Linked DNA regions of Macaca mulatta: region 1 is linked to region 2. A link is a contact called in public Micro-C data. All regions are on one chromosome and are shown on one strand. Each heading gives the region's core, a stretch centred on a gene start, on an enhancer-like site or on the middle of the called end of the contact. The rest is flanking DNA. Distances are from core to core; before and after follow the strand shown.

What was found. Hi-C and Micro-C count contacts between places; a contact is called where the count stands out from the background.
Region 1: a Micro-C map of CD4 T cells shows a contact between it and region 2, with 19 times the contacts expected there. The contact joins the promoter of POLR3E here to the enhancer-like site in region 2. A contact is called at or near these places in 9 of 14 Hi-C or Micro-C datasets (CD4 T cells, blood, cortical neurons and 5 more).

What each region holds. Positions count from the first base shown.
Region 1 is chr20:21,760,522-21,767,908 of T2T-MMU8v2.0, forward strand. It overlaps POLR3E (RNA polymerase III subunit E), which reads left to right and starts at 2,539. Exons shown (of 23, transcript XR_013411934.1): 1 at 2,539-2,656; 2 at 4,006-4,101. It overlaps TRNAL-AAG (transfer RNA leucine (anticodon AAG)), which reads left to right and starts at 2,261; the gene lies at 2,261-2,342. LOC144338112 (a long non-coding RNA gene) reads right to left here. Exons shown (of 2, transcript XR_013411939.1): 2 at 2,534-4,703.
Region 2 is chr20:21,647,540-21,654,392 of T2T-MMU8v2.0, forward strand. SDR42E2 (short chain dehydrogenase/reductase family 42E, member 2) reads left to right here. Exons shown (of 13, transcript XM_015125776.3): 12 at 2,896-4,355; 13 at 4,648-4,705. The coding sequence ends at 3,150. Among named protein-coding and RNA genes, the nearest start is that of TRNAL-UAG, 5.6 kb to the right of the region's middle. Within about 2 kb of position 3,977, at least 37 of the 40 cell types and tissues checked have an H3K27ac peak or open chromatin away from gene starts, as enhancers often do. A contact at or near this core is called in CD4 T cells, blood, cortical neurons and 3 more, where this site is marked.

The sequences.
Region 1 (7,387 bases), core at 1,289-3,788, 110 kb after region 2:
ACCTTGGCCTCCCAAGTAGCTGAGACTACAGGCATACGCCACCGTGCCCGGCTAATTTCTTTTCTTTTGCTTTTTGGTAGAGACAAGGTTTCTCAACGTTGCTTAGGCTGGTCTTGAACTTCTGGCGTCGAGCGATCCTGCCACCTCAGTCTCCCAAAGTGCTAGGATTACAGGAGTGAGCCACCAAGACCAGCCTATTATTAATATTATTATAATATAATACTAGGTAAAGTATAAATATAGTCTAGCAATTTCATTTCTAGTGTATACCCTAGAGAAATGTCCATACACAAGACAAGGAGCCATGTGCAAGGGTACTTCCTGCCATATCGTGCGTAATGACAAAAATTTAGTAACAACTTAAAAGTTGTTCATGGCATGGAATGAATGAATTAGATCTATAGGCATCGTAACAGACCTCAAAAACACAATGTTGGGCCTGGCACAGTGGCTCATGCCTGTAATCTCAGCTACTTGGGAAACTGAAGTAGGAGAATGACTTGAGCCCAGGAGATCTAGGCTACTATTGTGCCACTGTACTCTAACCTGGGTGACAGAGCAAGACTCTCTTAAAATAATAATAATAATACTGTTGAAATGAGAAAAGCAAGTTTTAGATATCAGTACAATGTGCTAACATTTATATAAATGAAAAACAGATAACCATTTTATGTGTTATTCATAAGTTTTATATGTAAAAATGTAAGAAATTATTGGAAAGATACACATCAAATTCATGACGGTTATAGACAGGGGAGAATGTTCGGGAGGGGACTTTATTTTTATTTGTAACGGTCTAATAATTTCTATTTGTAATAGTGTGATCTATTTTTCTTTATTTATTTTTGAGACGGAGTTTCACACTGTCGCCCAGGCTAGAGTGCAGTGGCGGAATCTCGGCTCACAGCAACCTCCGCTTCCCAGGTTCAAGCGATTCTCCTGCCTCAGCCTCCCAAGTAGCTGGGATTACGGGCGCGTGCCACCACGCCAGGCTAAATTTATATTTTTAGTAAAGACGCTTGAACCCAGGGGGCGAAGGATGCAGTGAGCGGAGACCACAGCACTGCACCCCAGCCTGGACAAGAGCGAGACTCCATCTCAAAAAAAAAAAAAAAAAAAAAAAAAAAAAAAGAGAGAGAAAAGAAAAAAGAAAAGAAAAAAAAAAGCCACAATAATGATAGTCATTAATTTAATGCCAGGTGGTGGCACTATGGATGATGATTTTTTTTCTTTGTAATTTTTGTACATTTTTGTACAAAAGATATATAGTGTTTTAGTCCATTTTCTGTTGCTTATAACAGAATACCTGAAACTGGGTAATCTGTAAAGAAAAGGAAGTTACTTATTACAGTTATGGAGGCTGATAAGTCCAAGCGCAAGAGTGTGCATCTGACGAGGGCCTTCTTGCTGGTGGGGTACCCCTGCAGAGTCCTCAGGCAGTACAACCCATCATATGGAGGGGGTGCTGAGCTGTTCACTTGCTGGCTCAGGTCTAGCACTTATAAAGCTCCCACTTATAAAGCCATCAGTCCCCCTCCCAAGATAACCTATTAATCCATTAACCCATGAATCCATGAATAGATTAATCCATTCATGAGGGCTCCACCCTCATGATCTAATCACCTCTTAAAGGGCCCACCACACAATACTGCCACATTGGGGATTAAATTTCCAACACATGAAATTTGGGGGACACATTCAAACCATAGTACATATTAAACTGATAATAATGGTTACTTAACCTCTGCGGAGGGGCCTAGGATGCGAGTCAAGAGTCAAAGAGCATTTGTACCTTATCTGCAAAGTTTAAATATTTTACAATAATTCGTGTGTTATTTGTGTAAGTAAAAATTTAAACACATAATTTCTCAGAGACAACTGCCCAGACCAGCCCCCGGGTTTGGCCGTCAGATCCCCTAGGGCGTGTTTCTGATCAGATCGATTTCTTCTCCCGGAGACACGCAATCCGGGTCGTATGGATTACTTGTGAGTTAACCAGGGGTCTCCAGGGTAACCATCCATCTCAGAGTACAGTTTCTAAAAATGAGTTTTGCTCTAATACCTATTCGGAACAAACCTGGGTCTAAAAACTGGAGCAAGTGTTTATTTTCCAGCACACGGCTTTTTAAAATAATTCTATAGGGATCAGCTTGAACACACATTAAACAAAAAAACCTCAGCGAAAACGCCTCGCGATTTCCAGATGAAATGCGAATGCAAAAGCATTAAGTAGCGTTCTGGCAAATACTCTCTCCAGCTGGGTAGCGTGGCCGAGCGGTCTAAGGCGCTGGATTAAGGCTCCAGTCTCTTCGGGGGCGTGGGTTCGAATCCCACCGCTGCCAGGGTTGGTTTCTTTTTGTTCCCCGCTGCATACACGCCCGGCTGTTTTGCGCGTGCCATCAGCGCCCCCTGCTGCAGGGCGGGGCTCACGGCCTGCATGAATGGCGCGGCGGAGGGGGCGGAGCCGTGTGCGCCGGGGCGGGGCATTGTGGGTAAGAGGAAGCGCTGGGGCCGGCCCGCTCCCCCCACGTGTCCGCCGGAGTTTCTCCACCAGCAACATGGCCGCCGCCTGAGAGGAGAGCCGGGCCGCCGCCGCATCTGCAGCCCGCGGGTAACTGGGCGGTTGCCGCCGTCCGCGCTCGGCCCCCGCGGAGAGGTGAGTCCCATCTTGGCAGCGCCCGAGCTGGGGCTTGAGCCGGACCGCACTCATGACGTGGGTCTGGGCTAGATTCCCGAGTAGGCCAAGGAGGCCCGCGCCGCGCCGTGCTGAGGGGCTGGGGGCCTCTCGGGACTCGGGCGGGAGGAGGGGCAGCCGGCTCCAGGCCGACCCCGGACTCCTACTTCCCCGACCCGACACCTGGGAGTTGGGGAGGCCGCGGCCGACGCTGCCGGCGGTGACTCAGGGTCCTGCCGACCTGCCCCACCCGGGCCTGGGGGTCATCCTACGGAAGGAACACCTGTCCTCGGCGTCGGGTGTGGTGGCGGCTCGCGGCAGGGACTGCGTGGTGGGCGTGAGAAGGGGTCCTGACCACCCGCGAGGGAGCAGAAACCCATTGGACAGCGAGGCTCGGGGTCGGCGGCCCGCCCCGATGGGCAGGGAGGGCACCTGCGCCTGCCGGAGCCCCCTCTTCGCAGCTGAACCGGATTAGCTTCTGCCTGGCGAGGCCTGGGATTCCTCATTCATTTATTCAGGCAACCATTCAGTGTTTACTGAGCCAACTCTGTGCTCCGGATACGGCCCTGACCATTCGGTCCGAGGAGGTGTCAGTAAACAAACAAGGTCGTTCCTTTGGGTTAGCTTTAGAATTCCTTGGGCTTGGAGGCGGAAAGAAGAGATCTTAGCGATCTCAACAGTTCCTCATCTGTGAAATGGGGATAATAGAAATTCCTACCTCATAGGGTTGTGGTGATGGCTCATTAGAAACCAGGTGACGCTCCTGCTTGCAGCGTTTTTACCCGCCTACATTGGCAGAAAACATGTTGTCAAGTAATAACGAACCTTCCCATAGGTTACGTTTATTACCGTCTTTACTCCTCCCCGCAGCTGTCTGTAGGTCGGTACTTAGTTTCCCTACTTTAGGGATGAAAATAGGGAAGAATACCAGACGTAGACAACTCAAGTAGGTCACAGATGCGAAGCAGCTGCGGTGGGATTTGAACCCGCGTAGTTTTGCTCCGGAGTTCAGGCTCTTACCCACTTAACCATACTGCCTTTTATCGAAGATCTGTGCAGTATACTGGTTAAGAATAAGAATAAGGATCTTTGATATCAACGAGACCCTAGTTTCTGTCCTGATTCCACCTCGGATGAGTTACTTCTCTCTCAACCTCAGTCTCCTCATTTCCAAATTGAAGATGATAAATCTCTATTAATAGGGCTAATGAGAAGATTAAATATAAAGTATTCTTTGTACTATATTGAGTGTCAACTTCGTGCCAGGCACTGTTCTAGGTATTGAGAGAACTAGCAGTGGATATATATTTTTTTTAATCTTCATTTCATAGTTGAGGAAACTGAAGCACTGAGAAGCCTTCATGGAGCTTACATTCTATTGCAGAAGACAACACCTGAGCAAATAGACCAGGTAGTTCCAGATTAAGGTGAGACCCATTAAGGAAAGAAAATAGAGATGTGGTAGTGCCTGGGAGGAAGTTAGGGGAGGCTTTTAAAATAGGGTGGCCAGGGAACCTATCCTCTCCTGCAGGCGGTGATGATATTTAATAAAAAGGAGCAACCTTGGAAATCCCTGTGGGGGAATAGATGATGTGCAAAGGACCTTGGGTGGACTGGGGCTTGGCTTGGTGGAGGCCCAGCAAGTGGCTACCAGCCTGGATGGTCAGGGGAAGTCAGAGACAAGATCATGTAGGGCCTTAGGCGGCTCATGGAAAGGAGTTTGGGTTTTGTTTTATGTGACAGTGACAGTTGACAGGTTTTAGGCAGGGAAATAATGATTTACTTTTTTTTTTTTTTAAAGATGAAGTCTTGCTGTGTTACCCAGGCTCGAGTGCAGTGGCAAGATCTCAGCTCACTGCAACCTCTGCCTCCTGGGTTCAAACGATTCTTCTGCCTCAGCCTCCCAAGTAGCTGGGATTACAGGTGTGCATCACCACACCTGGCTGATTTTTGTATTTTTAGTGGAGACGGGGTTTCACCTTATTGGCCAGGCTGTTCTGGAACGCCTGACCTCAGGTGATCTGCCTGCCTCAGTTTCCTAAAGTGCTGGGATTACAGGCGTGAGCCAGCGTGCCTGGCCCCGCCCCGAATAGAGATAGAGTCTCACCCGTGACTCAGGATGGAACACAGTGGTGTGATCATAGCTCACTGCAGCCTCAAACTCCTGGATTCAACCAGTCCTGCTGCCTCAACTTCCCAAGTCATTGGGACTGCAGGCCACGCTGGGCTAATTTTTTTTTTTTTTTTTTTAAAGAGAGACCGGGGGTGGGGGGGGTCTCACTATGTTGCTCAGGCTGGTCTTGAACTCCTGGTCTCAGGCAGTCCTTCCACCTAAGCCTCCCAAAGTGTTGGGATTACTGGCATGAGCCACCACGCCAGCCTTTCCAAGGACTCACTGTTGCTGGGAGACTTTGAGGCAGGTAGCCATAGGGAGACATGGATGAGTTCTTTTCACATTGCAGATTGAGATTTATTAGTGGGAAGTAAAATTGATTTAGTGGAATTGAAGCTAGCATTTTTTGTTTTGAATGAATGAAGTAGAAAACATCACTGCCTGACATATAGTAGAGACACAGTTATATGAAACCTTGTTTCAGTTACGCAACTGTATGTATGTTCTGGGTTATTTATATGAGATGAATCTCATGTTGTTGTTTTTTTCCCCAGAGACGGAGCCTTGCTCTGTCACCCAGGCTGGAGTGCAGTGGCCCGATCTCGGCTCACTGCAAGCTCCGCCTCCTGGGTTCACGCCATTCTCCTGCCTCAGCCTCCCGAGTAGCTGGGACTACAGGCGCCCGCTGCCACGCCCGGCTAATGTTTTGTATTTTTAGTAGAGATGGGGTTTCACCGTGTTAGCCATGATGGTCTTGATCTCCTGACCTTGTGATCTGCTCGCCTCGGCCTCCCAAAGTGCTGGGATTACAGGTGTGAGCCACTGCGCCCGGCTGAGATGAATTTCTTACTGTGGTGGATCTTAGGCTGAAAACTTTGAAAGCCACTGAGTTGGATCACCTCAACCTGGAGGATGAAGGGAGGTGACACTCTTTGTATCAACCCAGATGTACTATCCAGAGGGAGGAGCTCCAGCTCTCTAGCTGACAGGGCACCTTAGCCTCCCTGATCCCTGGCAACGCAGAGGCCAACAGGGCATAGCAATAGCAGAGAAAGAATGATTGTGTCTTTGGAAGCTCCCAGGCCACACCCTCAATGCTTATGATCTGTCCCCTTGCTCACCTGGCAGGCTCCAGCCTCTCAGTTGTCCACTGCCGAGCTGCAGAGAAGGCAGAAGCTTGACATGTCTGTGGTGCTTGGCAGCCAGTGCAGATGGGGTCAGGCCTTGGGCTCTCCCCTCCACGCTGCCCTCTGTCTGCACAGCAGAGAGTCGAGATGCACCTGAAACTATCGAGATGCAACTTCTGATTTTCATTCTATCCTCCATCTCTGGGACTGTTACGATAGCCTGTTTCCCTGAAGTTTCTCTTTCTACCCCCTCCATATCTTCCTCTGCCCGAAATCCTTCTGTAGCTTCCTATTAAATAGCATTCCCATGGTTCATTTATTTAGACAACAAACATGTATTGAGTGCCTGCTATGTACTGGGCACTTGGGGTACCACAAGGGACAAAATAGACCAAAATCTCTGCCTTCACGTAGCTTACAGCTTAGTGGCAATAGAGGTGGGCACAGATGCAGAGCTGTAAACTGTCACATGGTGATAGACACCTGCTCTGGAGAAAACCAGAGCAGAGAAGGGAATTGAGGGGTGGGGAAGGCAGTTTGCAATTTGATTTGGAGAGGGAAGGTCTTAGCCATAAGGTGACATTTGAGCAAAAACCTGAAAGAGGTGAAGTGGGGGCCATGAGGTTATCAGGCGGGTAGAGCAGCTACACATCCCCAGAGGTGGGTTTAGAGAGGAGAGGAGGGTAGGAGGCTCGTGGGAGATGAGGTCTGGCAGGTCAAGGGGCAGGAGATTGTTTAGGGTTTACATGGGGTGATAAAGACTTTGGCTTTTATCCAGGTGCGGTGGCTCACACCTGCAATCCCAGCACTTTGAGAGGCCGAGGCAGGCGAATCACTTGAGGCCAGGAGTTCAAGACCAGCCTGGCCAATGTGGCAAAGCCCCGTCGCTACTAAAAATACAAAAATTAGCTGGGCAGATGGTGCATGCCTGTAATCCCAGCTACTTGGGAGGCTGAGGCACGGTAATCACTTGAACCTAGGAAGCAGTGAGTCAAAATCATGCCAGTGCACTTTGGCCTGGGCGACAGAGCGAGACATGTCTTAAATAAACAAATAAATAAATAAATATTAGATAGTTCAAATGTTAAGTAGATCAGACAAAAATCATGCCTGGCCAACATGGTGAAATCCTATCTCTATTTAAAATATAAAAATTAGCCGGGTACTGTGGCAGGCACCTGTAATACCAGCTACTTGGAAGGCTGAGGCAGGACAATCACTTGAACCCGGGAGGCAGAGGTTGCAGTGAGCTGATCGTACCACTGCCCTCCAGCCTGGGCGACAGAGCAAGACTCTGTCTCAAGGAAAAAAAAAAAAAATGCTGGTCTCACCCAAGAGCAGGGGTTTGGGGATTGCTGAGGCCTGGGGGTGCCTGAGTACCATCCTCCTATGACCACCTCTCTTCTCTTTGGGTATGTGAAGGGGCAGACCAGCTGAAATACTCAGCCTGCCCCGTGGAGACCTGCAGCCTTT
Region 2 (6,853 bases), core at 2,727-5,226:
ATTTTTATGAGACAGGGTCTCACTATGTTGTCCAGGCTAGTCTCAAACTCCTGAGCTCAAGAGATCCTCTTGTCCAGTTGTGGTGGCTCACACCTATAATCCCAGTGCTTTGGGAGGCTGAGACAAGAGGATCACTTGAGGCCAGGAGTTTGAGACCAGCCTGGGCAACACAGAAAGACCTCATCTCTACAAAAAATTTTACAATTAGCCAGGCAAGGTGGTGTATGCCTTTAGTCCTAGCTCAGGTGGGGGATCACTTGAGCCCAGGAGTTCGAGGCTGCAGTGAGCCACGACTGCACCACTGTACTCCAGCCTAGGCAACAGAGACTCTGCCCCTAAAAACCAAAAAAAAAAAAAAAAAAAAAAAAAGAGAGAGAGATCCTCCCTGCTCAGCCTTCTAAATAGCTGAGATTACAGGCATGCACCACCATGCCTGGCTCAGAATTCTCATAATAATGATGATGCAGGTTTATATTTGCTTAGTTAAAAGAGAAGATGTTTTCATCGCAGATTGTAAATAGCAAAGCAATAGGTGGTATTTGAGGTTATTTGCAAAAATCCTTCCAGTCCAGTCGGGCGCAGTGGCTCACACTTGTTCCCAGCACTTTGGGAGGCTGAGGCAGGTGGATCACCTGAGGTCAGGAGTTCAAGACCAGCCTGGCCAACATAGTGAAACCTTATCTCTACCAAAAATACAAAAATTATCTGGGTGTGGTGGCACATACCTGTAGTCCCAGCTACTCGGGAGGCTGAGGCAGGAGAGTCGCTTGAACCTGGGAGGTGGAGGTTGCAGTGAGCTGAGACCACACCACTGCACTCCAACCTGGGTGACAGAACAAGACTCCATCTAAAAAAAAAAAAAATCCTTCCAGTCCACTCCCATTTGATTGTCTCTGATGCCTTGCTAAGTTAAAAAGGTCAAAAAAAAAAAAATCATGCTCTCCATTTTATGACAAAAAATTGAGCATTAGGAAAATTATTGATTTGTCCAAGGCCACACCATACTGGAATTGGCTTCAGACTCCATGTTCAGTGCTCTTTAATAAGGGCAGTCAGAGGGGGAGAGTGGAGAATGGGCCACAGAAAGAAGTAGTCACCTATGGCTTCTCCTTTGAACTATCCGGATCAGTAGAGGAGAGAATAAGATGATACCATCTCTTGAGTGGTGACAATATGCCAGGCACTGTGCTTTATGTCATTTAACTGAGTTGTAGACGCCATTGTCCTCTCCATTTAGAGAGGTGGAAGTGAGACACACAGTGAAATAACCTGCCCGTGATCACACACTTAAATGGTAGAGCTGGGACTTGAACCCAGACCTCAGTGATTTCAAGCTTAACCATTAGCTTGTGAAAATGCATCAGGAATCACATCCATAAAATAGCTGCCAGGGTGCAGCTGAATTGTGGTCAGGCAGGGACTTGGCTCCTCTCCCTCTTCTTTAAGTTGGGGATTTCCTTGTTCAGTTCAGGGGCAGTGTCCTTAACTGTGGAAGTTCCTTGGCTGTGGCTCGGGTACCCTCTGCTGGTCAGTCTGTGACACACCAACCAGCCCTCCAGTTTGACTTTATAGCCTTTAACGCATTTAACATGTATTCAGCATCTCCTGTGGTACCAGGCACTGTGCTGAGCAATGGAGGCAAGAAGACATAGTCCTTGCCCTCGGGGAGCTCCTAGTCCAAAGGGGAAGACAGCCCACGAACCAGGCAACTCAACACTGTAATTAGAGCCACTTTTGGGAAAATCGCGAGAAACTCCAGTGCACACAGAAGGGGCGCCTAAGCCAACTCTGAGGAAGTCAGAGAAAGCTCCCCAGAGGAGGTGACATCTAGTGTGTTAGGGACCCTGCTTATCTAGCATAACTCAGCTCCTGTGCTCCCCAAAGCTCTGCACTTAATGACTGAGACAAAAACGGACAAACACTGGTCTTTCTCCTCACCCCCCATTAAGCATCCAAGACCACAGGTTTGACCCCAGGGGCTGTTTCAGTGCCATGGGAGAATCCAGCAGCTGGTGGATTATTCCCCAGGGTCTGGCTGAGGCACAAGAGAGGAAGAAATGAGTCAGCTGGGAGAGCATCTTCAGATGCCAGCACAGCAGGGAAGAAATTAGGCTAGAACCTGGCTCCCCTGTGTGACCCCGGGCAAGTCACTCAACCTCTCTGATCTTTTTCCAAGTATGCACAGAACAGATAGTGCTAGTACCACCTGAGAGGATTAAATGAGGTAGGGCATAGAAAGGATTTAGCCCAGGCCAAGTGCAGGGTGTGTGTTCCTCAACTGATAGCTATCATTACTACCCTTGACACCAGTGGGCCCCAAGCCATCTGGCAGCAGGGGAAACACAGCTTAGACCCTAGAGAGTAATCAGTTCTGCATAATCGAATTCCTCTCTTAGGGAAGCTTAGTTAATCAGTGAGGGCGTGAAGGCTGCGACTGGGGCCCGCCTGGCCACAGTTGGTCTGGGGTTGGGAGCAGGAAGCCAATGTCGTTTCCTGGAGATGTTTCTGGCAGGCGTTCACCGTCTCCTAGCGGATGCCTAAGAATGTATCAAGGGCCTCCTGAGTCCTAGCACCGTGCTAGGCCGGGAAGATGAGTGTAGGGGTGAGACCTTTCCTTCTTAGGGGACAAGGAGTTAAATAAGGTGCAAATTTAGCGGGGCTGAAGGGGGCGACGCAGAGGTGGCACCCTCCAATAAAAATGAAGATGGAAGGAAGAAATGAAAACCTCTCTAATGAGGGCATCACAGGAGCAAGACGCTGTCCTCGGGTCCTTTTAAATCACTGTGCAATGGAGGGGAAATCCCTGCCCTCTCTTTTCCCTTTCCGTAAACAACGAGGTAGAGGATGCCCCCCTCCCACGAGCCCCGCCCTCGGATGCCCCGCCTGTCCCCGCAGGTGCGCAGCGTGGCCGTGACGCACACCTTCCAGATAGCCAAGGCTCGCGCCCAGCTTGGCTATGCGCCCGACAAGTTCAAGTTCGCCGATGCAGTGGAGCTATACGTGCAGTCCACTACACGGCGGCCCCGCGGCTCCACGGCGCGGACCCTCCTGCGGCTGCTGCTCGGGCTGCTGCTGTTCCTCGGCTTGCTCGCCCTGGCCCTGCACTTCCTAGGCCTGCAGCCTCTGCACTCCTCCGTGGAGCGCCTGTGACCGCCCGCCGCCCGCCGCCCGCCGCCCGCCGGGGTCGGCACTGCTGCACCCTCTCCCACCCGCGGCTCCCTGGGCTAGTACCAGCCCCTGCCCCGCCTTCTGGGTTTGAGCGCGCCTCTGCTCCGCCCCTTGACTCCTAGCCACGCCCCTGAGCCGCCCTCCAGACCTAGCCCCGACCCCCGAATCCTGGCGACGCCCCTGACTACTCCCAGACTTTGCCTCCCGCCCCTCCTGTGTTTTGGCCCCGCCCCCGCCCCGCCCCGCCCTCCGAAGTGGGCATGCTCCCCCTCCACCCCCTGAATCCTGGCCACGCCCCTGGTCGGCCCCGACACCTAGCCCCGAATCCCTTTCCATGTTTTGGCCGCGCCCTTGACCCGCCCTTCAAATTGGGCACGCCTCTTCCCCGCCCCCTGACTTCAGGGCCTAGTCCTGAGCCGCTCTCCAGGCCTAACCCCGCCCCATGTCATAGCCACGCCCCTTCCCCCTCCATGTTTGGGCACGCCTTCTGAGTCTTGGTCACACCCCCGCCCTGCCCTCTGAGTCGTGCCTACGTCCATGTCCCTCCCTCCAAGCCCTGGCCCTGCCCCTTTTTTCCTCCCTCCGGCCTGCCCCGGTTACTGACATGGGCCAAGGCTCACAGCCTCCTCCGCCTTCTGGACCTTCTCCTAGTCTCTGCCCAGTTCCGGTCCGCCCCCAGATTCTCCCTCGTTCTGGTTTCGCCCCTTTTCTGGTCCTCCCCGCACGCTTGAGCCCCCTTGGCTTCTCCTTTTGGGTCTGGCCTTGCTCCTCCCTCTGGGTCCAGTCCCGCCCTTCTCGCGTGTAATTGGGTCCTGGCCCTGCCCCCTCCCTTTCTGGCTTCACCCCTTTCCAGGTCCGCCTCCTGGGTGGGTTCTCCCCAGAGCCTGGCTGCCGGGTCGCTATGGGCTAATGCAGTCTGGGGTGGAGTTGATATGAGTTTGCGCCGTCAGCTGCTGCTCTGTCTGGTAACACTGCTTTCGATCTCCCCGACCCAGTGTTCTGGGCTTCTCATTCACACAGATCTGTGTTGACAGCCAGGGCTTGGGGGAAAACCAGGACGCAAGCTTCTGCCGAGCCCGACTTGGCCTTTTTGGGTTCCTGTCTGAGGATGACAGCATATTAAGCACAGGTTTTAGTACCCGAAAGAGCATCAAAAAATTAAAAAAAAAAAAAAAAAAAAAAAGAGGGCCGGGCGCGGTGGCTCAAGCCTGTAATCCCAGCACTTTGGGAGGCCGAGGCGGGCGGATCACAAGGTCAGGAGATCGAGACCACAGTGAAACCCCGTCTCTACTAAAAAAAATACAAAAAATTAGCCGGGCGCGGTGGCGGGCGCCTGTAGTCCTAGCTACTCAGGAGGCTGAGGCAGGAGAATGGCGTGAACCCAGGAGGCGGAGCTTGCAGTGAGCCGAGATCGCGCCACTGCACTCCAGCCTGGGCAACAGCGTGAGACTCCGTCTCAAAAAAAAAAAAAAAAAAGAGAACTTTTAAAATAATTGGATGTCTCGATGAAGTACCAATAAAGCTATAATGGGAAAAATAGAGTTTAGTTGGTTGCATTTTATGATTTAGTACTATTTCTATTTACTAATTAGAGGTAGTGGTGATCACCATAATCTTTAAAGTTTAAGGTCACAAAACTTCTTAATCTAGCCCTGCTCTCCACAGAAACTTCGCCCCCTATCATCTTGGTGTCAGTTATCAGTTGTGAGTACCAAGACATCAGTGTGTCAGTACAACCAGGTATAGATCGTAGTATGCACACGTGGGACTGGCAGAGAAGAAAAGCATCACAAGGCTGAGGTGGAGGGGATGGAATGGGCTCATCAGAACCAACATGGCCACAGCAGCGTGTGTCCCACTCTGCTGAACAAGGTGGGCAGTTTGGGATGGAGCTAAAAAAAAAAACTGTATGCTGCTCTCTGCTAGGCTGAATTGTAGGTGTGTATATAATTTTTGAAAGATCAATAATAATCCTTTATGTTTATTTAATGCTCGACGGTGTGAAAGGGCTTTCATCTATATGATCTTGTTTAATTCTTACAGCCACTCTTAAATAGGATTTATTATTCTCATTTTATAGATGACGGAAACTGGGGCTTTGTCTCATTCCAAAGAGCAGAGGAGGGTGGGGGTTTCTGTTCTACAGCTGTGGGAATTTGGAGGAGCACCGCCTAAGCCCCCACTGGCCTAAACACAACACGTGGTAACTTCTATTTTTCTACACCCTGGCCATGCCAAGGCTTGCGGTTGAACTCTGGGATTGGTCTCATTCTCTCAGAGCCACAAACCTCGGACCATTTGAAGCTGGCAGTCCTGGGGCTTCCTTTCCTCTCGATAACATGCTTACATCCAAACTCACTTCCTTCCTCTCTTTCTTCTCCCTGCTAATCCTGGGAAATCTATTCTTCGAGCAGGAAAAACAGTGTCACACTGCTCACATTATTTTCTAGATCTTTTGACTAGTGCCAAACCTCAGCTTTTGAAAACCCAAAAGCCAAGAATCAATTTATTTGTTTTCTGGATTTCTCCAACTCATCTATTCCTTAACACTCTGGAAGCAGGATGTCTAAACTCTGGGCATGGGGACAACATGGATCGCTATGTCAAGAAAGCTTTTTTCCTTTCAAGCCTCTTTATCCAATGGAAAAGGAGGTGGCATCCCCACCCAACAGAAAAACTGAATCACTGTAAGAATTTTTGAGATTGCCCAGACCACTAGCCGTGAGGTTCTGAAAGGGCAAGTAGGAGGTTCTAGCTTACTTGGAGACACTAAGGAGAAGCATCACAAATGCAGGAAACAGAGTTGTCACAGTGGGCAGCCCAAGGTAACATAGTCGATTGGAAGGGACCATCAAGACAAAACTCATAAGCTTTCCATTATGGGTGCTAAAGCTATTCCCCATTGTAAACCCAATGCCAGGCATCTAAAAAATCCTCAAGTCTCTCTCATCTTGAAAATATCTTCCCAGCAGGGCGCAGTGGCTCACACCTGTAATCCCAACATTTTGGGAGGCTAAGACTGGAGGATTGCTTGAGGTCGGGAGTTCAAAACCACCCTGGGTGATATGGTGAGAACCCTGCATCTACCCCCCCCCAAAAAAAATAATTAATTAATTAGCCAGATGTGGTAGCACCCAGGAGGCTGAGGCAGGAGAATCACTTGAATCCAGGAGTTTGAGTCTGCAGTAAGCTATGATTGCAGCACTACACTCCAGCCTGGACAACAGGGCAAGACCCCGTCTTTTTTTTTTTTTTTTTTTTTTTTTTTTTTTGAGACGGAGTCTCGCTCTGTCGCCCAGGCTGGAGTGCAGTGGCCGGATCTCAGCTCACTGCAAGCTCCGCCTCCCGGGTTTACACCATTCTCCTGCCTCAGCCTCCCGAGTAGCTGGGACTACAGGCGCCCGCCACCTCGCCCGGCTAGTTTTTTGTATTTTTAGTAAAAACGGGGTTTCACCATGTTAGCCAGGATGGTCTCGATCTCCTGACCTTGTGATCCGCCCGTCTCGGCCTCCCAAAGTGCTGGGATTACAGGCTTGAGCCACCGCGCCCGGCCGACCCCATCTTAAAAAAACAAATAAAAAAATCCTCCCCTGATTCCCCCATTTCCCCTCCCACAACTCTTCCTTTTGCTCCTCCTCTTCAAAATCAAATTTTGTGATGAATTGACCATACTTATGTTTCCATT